Regions from separate parts of the Mus musculus genome. Here region 1 is linked to region 2. The links are chromatin contacts, called in public promoter capture Hi-C maps. All regions are on one chromosome and are shown on one strand. The core of a region is the stretch at or near the end of the contact, and the rest is flanking DNA. Distances in the headings are between cores, read along the strand shown. Region 1 overlaps Itgav (integrin alpha V). Region 2 has its middle 24 kb from the start of Itgav.

Evidence for each region. Promoter capture Hi-C pulls out the DNA fragments that hold promoters and counts their contacts.
Region 1: a contact with region 2 is called in a promoter capture Hi-C map of trophoblast stem cells, with 4 times the contacts expected there. The contact joins two enhancer-like sites. A contact is called at or near these places in 8 of 39 promoter capture datasets (3T3-L1-derived adipocytes, HPC-7-derived erythroid cells, hematopoietic stem and progenitor cells and 5 more), 4 of 15 datasets of contacts at CTCF or cohesin (the G1E-ER4 cell line, the NIH/3T3 cell line, large pre-B cells and 1 more), 53 of 484 Hi-C or Micro-C datasets (B cells, the C10 cell line, CD4 T cells and 28 more) and 9 of 115 datasets of contacts at active chromatin or transcription factors (acute myeloid leukemia, bone marrow-derived dendritic cells, embryonic stem cells and 3 more).

Annotation. Positions count from the first base shown.
Region 1 is chr2:83,786,841-83,789,540 of GRCm38.p6, forward strand. It overlaps Itgav (integrin alpha V), which reads left to right. Exons shown (of 30, transcript NM_008402.3): 18 at 2,077-2,214. Among named protein-coding and RNA genes, the nearest start is that of Fam171b, 24 kb to the right of the region's middle. Within about 2 kb of position 1,416, at least 3 of the 459 cell types and tissues checked have an H3K27ac peak or open chromatin away from gene starts, as enhancers often do. A contact at or near this core is called in trophoblast stem cells, where this site is marked.
Region 2 is chr2:83,699,416-83,702,115 of GRCm38.p6, forward strand. No RefSeq gene overlaps it. Among named protein-coding and RNA genes, the nearest start is that of Itgav, 24 kb to the right of the region's middle. Within about 2 kb of position 1,411, at least 58 of the 459 cell types and tissues checked have an H3K27ac peak or open chromatin away from gene starts, as enhancers often do. A contact at or near this core is called in trophoblast stem cells, where this site is marked.

The DNA.
Region 1 (2,700 bases), core at 166-2,665, 87 kb after region 2:
AAATTATAAAGTTTCTTAACTAATCAATATATAGGAAAACTTGGATTTAAAAAAAACATAATTCTTAGACATATGTAACAAACCTGCCATAAGGAGATACAAAAACCCAATAGCTATAGGATCACTCATATAGGATTATATATAGACACTTCTAAAATGGAAAGGTATTTGGAATCAGTTTTGTTTGTTTTTGGAGGCAGTGTTACCTGTTGTCTAGGTTGGCCTTGAACCATGCTTTGTAGCTGAAAATGACCTTGGATTCATAATCCTCCTGCCTCCACATCCTAAGTCCCCTTTAAAACAAAACAAAACAAAAACAACAAAACTTTACAGATAGGAACATAAGGCCTAGATGATTTTTATGCAATATTATAATTTAGGAATGAGCCATTTCTGATACTTTATTAATCTCTGTTCTTCAAATGAAAAGTAAAACTGAAAATTTTCTAATGTTCTATGAAGCTTGACATATGTCAAGTTACCAAATCAATAAGTTTGCCAAGGTGAATTCATTCTAGGCTGGACTAACATTGAGAATTTAGAAGGAGGACTTTCTGCATGAATAAAGAAGGGGGAAAGAAGCAAGACCATTTTGTGTAGCTGCGGAAAAGGAAAGCCTGTGATCTGATGAACCACTGAGGATTTATTTTAGAGGCAGTCATGACTGTGAACAGATCCGAGGTTAAATTTAATTCAGGTCTGTTTGTTAACTAGTCCAGGGGTGATGCGTGGCAGCTCCTTCCTTGCTGATGATCCTTTAGTTGTTATGCAGGTTTTGGAAAATAAATAAGAACTGGTGAATTTTGTGACTATTTAAGTAGAATCATCACTGCAACAAAATCTTGTAATAACAAAAACAAACTGGGAAACCACAAGTAATCTTTGACAGAAGAATGGATAAGCTGCTATAACATATTACCTAGCAGTGATGTATGTCCTAGCTGTATATATGGAACAGCATAGATGAGGCTTAAACTGTTAAATGGGAAGAAAATCAGAGGTTATATATGAGCTCATTCCCAGTTATCCAAAGGAGAAACAAAAAACAAGTGAGGGACGCACTGTTCGGTGACACAATCTCTATAAAAAGTGGCGCCGGCAAGATGTAAATACCGGCCACCAGGAAAGAGTGACCACAAGAGATTTCTAGACAAGTTTGAAAACAGTGGTGTCAGCAGAGCAGGCAGGGATGGGCGAACTGAAATTCAGCAGCCCTTACACTGTGAAGGAAAGCAAAGGTTGAAAGGTTGGGCAGCTTAAAGCCACATTAATATTGGTCTGATTACTGTGTTGGGTATCTGCCTGAGTGTTCCTTTTACCGTGTTGGCATAAAATCACAGTCTCACTTTAAGGAAGGCAAGAGAAGAATTTATTCAAGGAATGTGAGTGACTCTGGCTGGAGGCCTCGTCCTCTGAAGCACAGACTCTGGGCTGTGTTGTGTATGTTTTTACGGACACAGGACAAAGGGAGGCTGGTGCGCTATTGAGTAGGTGAGCTACAAAAGACAGCGGAATCTCTGCTGTAAGGTTCACATGTCATCCTTAACATCTTCTTCAGAATTCAGATCTTTATCCCATTCCTTGGTTGCTGGAGGGGAGAGAGCCACCAGGTTTTCTGATGGATTCCAATAGTTTTAGCTAGCAATGGCAAAATAAGTCAGATGCAGAGATTTATAGCTAAGAGTTATTAGAAAGGACTCATATTGTTCTATAACAACTCTGGCTCATTATCTGAAGTATTACACCTCTGCATAATTGGCAGAGCTCAGCTCTTAGCAGACTGTTAAGTACGTGTGGTTTTTTCAGAGAACTTGGGTTCACAGCTAATGCACTTCATAGCTTCTTGGTTGTGTTTTGAGTCAAGCGTTACATTATAAAACTAACCCTGATGCACAGTTCTTACTGAACAGCCATGTGAGTTTTACGTTATGCTTGCCACAGTTAACACAGTTTTTCAGATGTTGTAACCGAACATTCTGTGATGAATTCAGCTGCTTTTGTGGTTCCCCACCATTGTGGATTTCTCCAAACTGTTTAGGTTGATGTCACCTTTAACCTGAAGCTCTTTTGTTTCAGGATGAATCTGAATTTAGAGACAAGCTCACTCCCATCACCATTTTCATGGAGTATCGGTTGGACCAGAGAACGGCTGCTGATGCCACAGGCTTGCAGCCCATCCTGAACCAGTTCACTCCGGCCAACGTCAGTCGGCAGGTAATGCATGCCAAAGTTATTTCTTATATCATCCTTTGATCTTTTGATAAGGCTTGTGTTCTTAAGGGATTGTTTTTACAGTGTTGGTAGATAATTAAGAAATCAGAGGGGGAATAATCAGAATATTTATGTCTGAGATCTTTAAACCTATTCATTAGTTACATGCATTGAAAGACTGGGCTACATTTTGTATACAGATAATAGTAAAATTATTTAACGGAAATAACAAAAGGCCTGTTTATTTACATGCAGTTTTTAGTACTTACATCTTGGGTGTACATTTTGTGGTATGTGTGTGTATAAATATAAACATATTTATACATATATATGCATGTATGTATATATATATACATATATATGTGTGTATGTATATGTAATGCATATGCAGTTTTATGTATATGTCTTATATAAGTAATTGCTAAGTCCAGCCTGGCTTGGTCTTGGAAACCTGACTGGGGGCGATGGAGGACTGAAGGACAAACAAAC
Region 2 (2,700 bases), core at 161-2,660:
GAACTCAGGAATGAGCTCAGCTCTACTGCACTGCACTGCACTCACTGCACTGCACAGCACTCACTGCACTCATTGCACTGCACTCACTGCACTGCACTTACTACACTGGCTCCCAACTTACTGACTCAACTCGACTGACTGAGCAGAATTGACTGCACAACTGAGCTGACTTCAAACTCCCCTCTCTTCCTGCACTGCTCTGTTGTTGTGAGAGTTGGGCATATTCTGTCTCTGATTCATTTTGTCAAATGTTTTTTTGATTCATCACTTTGTCTGCCCCTCAATTAGGTGTCACTTTCAAACATGACTACTTCCTTCTACCAACTAACCTTACCTACATTGTTTGGGATTAAAGGTCAGTACTAAGACCAAGTCTATTTTCCAGCCAGAGTAACCCTATTGCTGGATTAAAATTTTCTACAGTGCTCCACTGAGGGGTTATACCATCCTTCCAGTCAGCCTAGTGTTGTTCAGAACACGACTCTATTGAGCATGAGTTACAATGACTTCACACTTGCCAAGAATAATTCCTGTTTTCAAGCCAGTGGACCCTCAAGTGCTTCTGACTGTGTCAAATCTCTGTGGAAACAGAGTCATTACGTGACTGAATCATGGGAAAGATCACCTATTACTATTGGTATCAGTGTAACAGACAAAAATATTTAACAATGACCACTGACATTTATCCAGAATTATAGGCTAAATGTCTGGCCCACACAGAACCTCTAAGATTATTCATCCTGAAGTGTGGGACAATTACTAGTCCCCCTTTTAATGAATGCTAGGAGTATGTTTTCTCAAGATTCCCACTGTTTATTATTTTAAAAAACCAGCATGTTAACAGTGCCTCAAACAAGATTTAAAATTGTAGTAAACTTGCTGAACGTCTCCTTACTGTGCTTTAGACAACAATCACAATTTTGGTTTGGTAATTCCCTCCCCCCACTCTTAATCTATGTGGCTCCTGTGCAGTTAATTTTACTCAGAACCTCTAGAGAGAGTCACATAAGCCACACATAGGCAAAGAGAACATCATTTTACATAGCCCATTCTTAGGTCCTGAAGAAGCTGGTCTTGCTAATGACAGTCTCAGACTGTTGGAGTCGGCAGGGTAGCAAGCAGCATCTGTCTTGCTGAACTCTTCCTAGCACTCATGCTACCAAGAAGAGCCTATCACATTGCACATGGAACCTGACACGGAGATCAGCATTGAATAAAAAAAAACGGATGCTAATAGCTGAGCACACCTGGATGTTTTAATTACCTAAACCAATGAATTTCCCTTCGTACACTTGTTCTTGTTTGACAATGTCATTGTTTGATTTTGTTTCCTTTTTGCCTACACAACTGTGCATGTCTCATACGTCATCTTGAGCAAACACTAGCTGATTCAAGAGTTAGACATGAAGGAAATCCCCTTTCTCTTCAGTCCCTTGAGCAAATGCCGTTCTGTTCTTTAGAACCTCATGACTCAGGTGACTGCAGCCAGGTCATTGCTTCCTCTGTAAGGGAATTTCTCAACTCAGACTTGAAGGCTACCTGGAAGGGGCCCAGGAGACAGTGCAGCTGGGGCTCCATCACTCACTCGCCATCCCATAGCCCCACTACTTACTGGTTGTGGGGCCTTAAAAGCTGCTCCCTGATTCCATTTCCCCTCTGCTCTGGATGACTCCCACTACCATGGCTCTCAACAGCTCTGTGGGGTGGTCATCACCAAGGGAGGGCCTTGTCTCCCCCATGAAAACAAAGATGTCATTTCCTGTTCATTGTCTGCTCTTATATCATGATGTACATAGACTTCTGCCTCCTAAAAGAATGCAAGCAGTTCTGTTGCCATGGACACTAGCAGGATGCCCTCTAACCCAGTTCAGTTCTTATAGCTCCAGGCTTAGAACTCTGACCCATATTGGACACCATTTGCAAGTGTCCAGGTGGTTTTACAAGCGCATCTGAAGAGTTGGCTATTAATCTGAGCTTTCACTTCCCCCTCACCCAGTGTGATTATTTTACTAAAGTGGCTCACAGACCTCAGGGAAACGTATTTCCTAGTTTACTATGAGGGATATTATGAAGGGTAAAGATGAAGAGACGCCTGAGTAAAGCCCATAGGAGCTTCTATGCCTTCTTTGGGGCCTCCGTTTGTTCAGGTTTCTGGAAGTTTTTTTGAGCCCTTTTTGGGAACTTGATTTAAGCTTTACTAGATAGCTATAATTGATTTAATCATTGGCCATTGGAATTGACCTTAGGAATCCCTAGGGAGTCTGTGTGTGTGTGTGTGTGTGTGTGTGTGTGTGTGTGTGTGTGAAACCCCCCCCCACACTTTTGGTGTTTCCAGAAACCAGTCCCTCCCCGCTCTCTTTGACACATTCTCTCCCCCTACCCCGTGTGTGGGTTTGTATAAGTCTAAACTCTTTCTAGTAACCGGTCCCCCTACCCCCACTCTCATCTTTCTGTCTTTCTGTCTCTATCTCTCTGCTCCCCACCCCCATATGTGTGTGTTAGTGTGTGTGTGTGTGTGTGTGTGTGTGTGTGTGTGTGTGTGTCTCAACCCTTTATATTTTGGTCCTTCCAGGACCCAGATCCTCCCCTCTTTGAGTTTCTCTCCTCCTCTCCCTCCTCCTCTTCCTCGATCCTCGTGTGTGTGTGTGTGTGTGTGTGTGTGTGTGTGTGTGTGTGTCTGTCTGTGTGTGTAGGTATGCA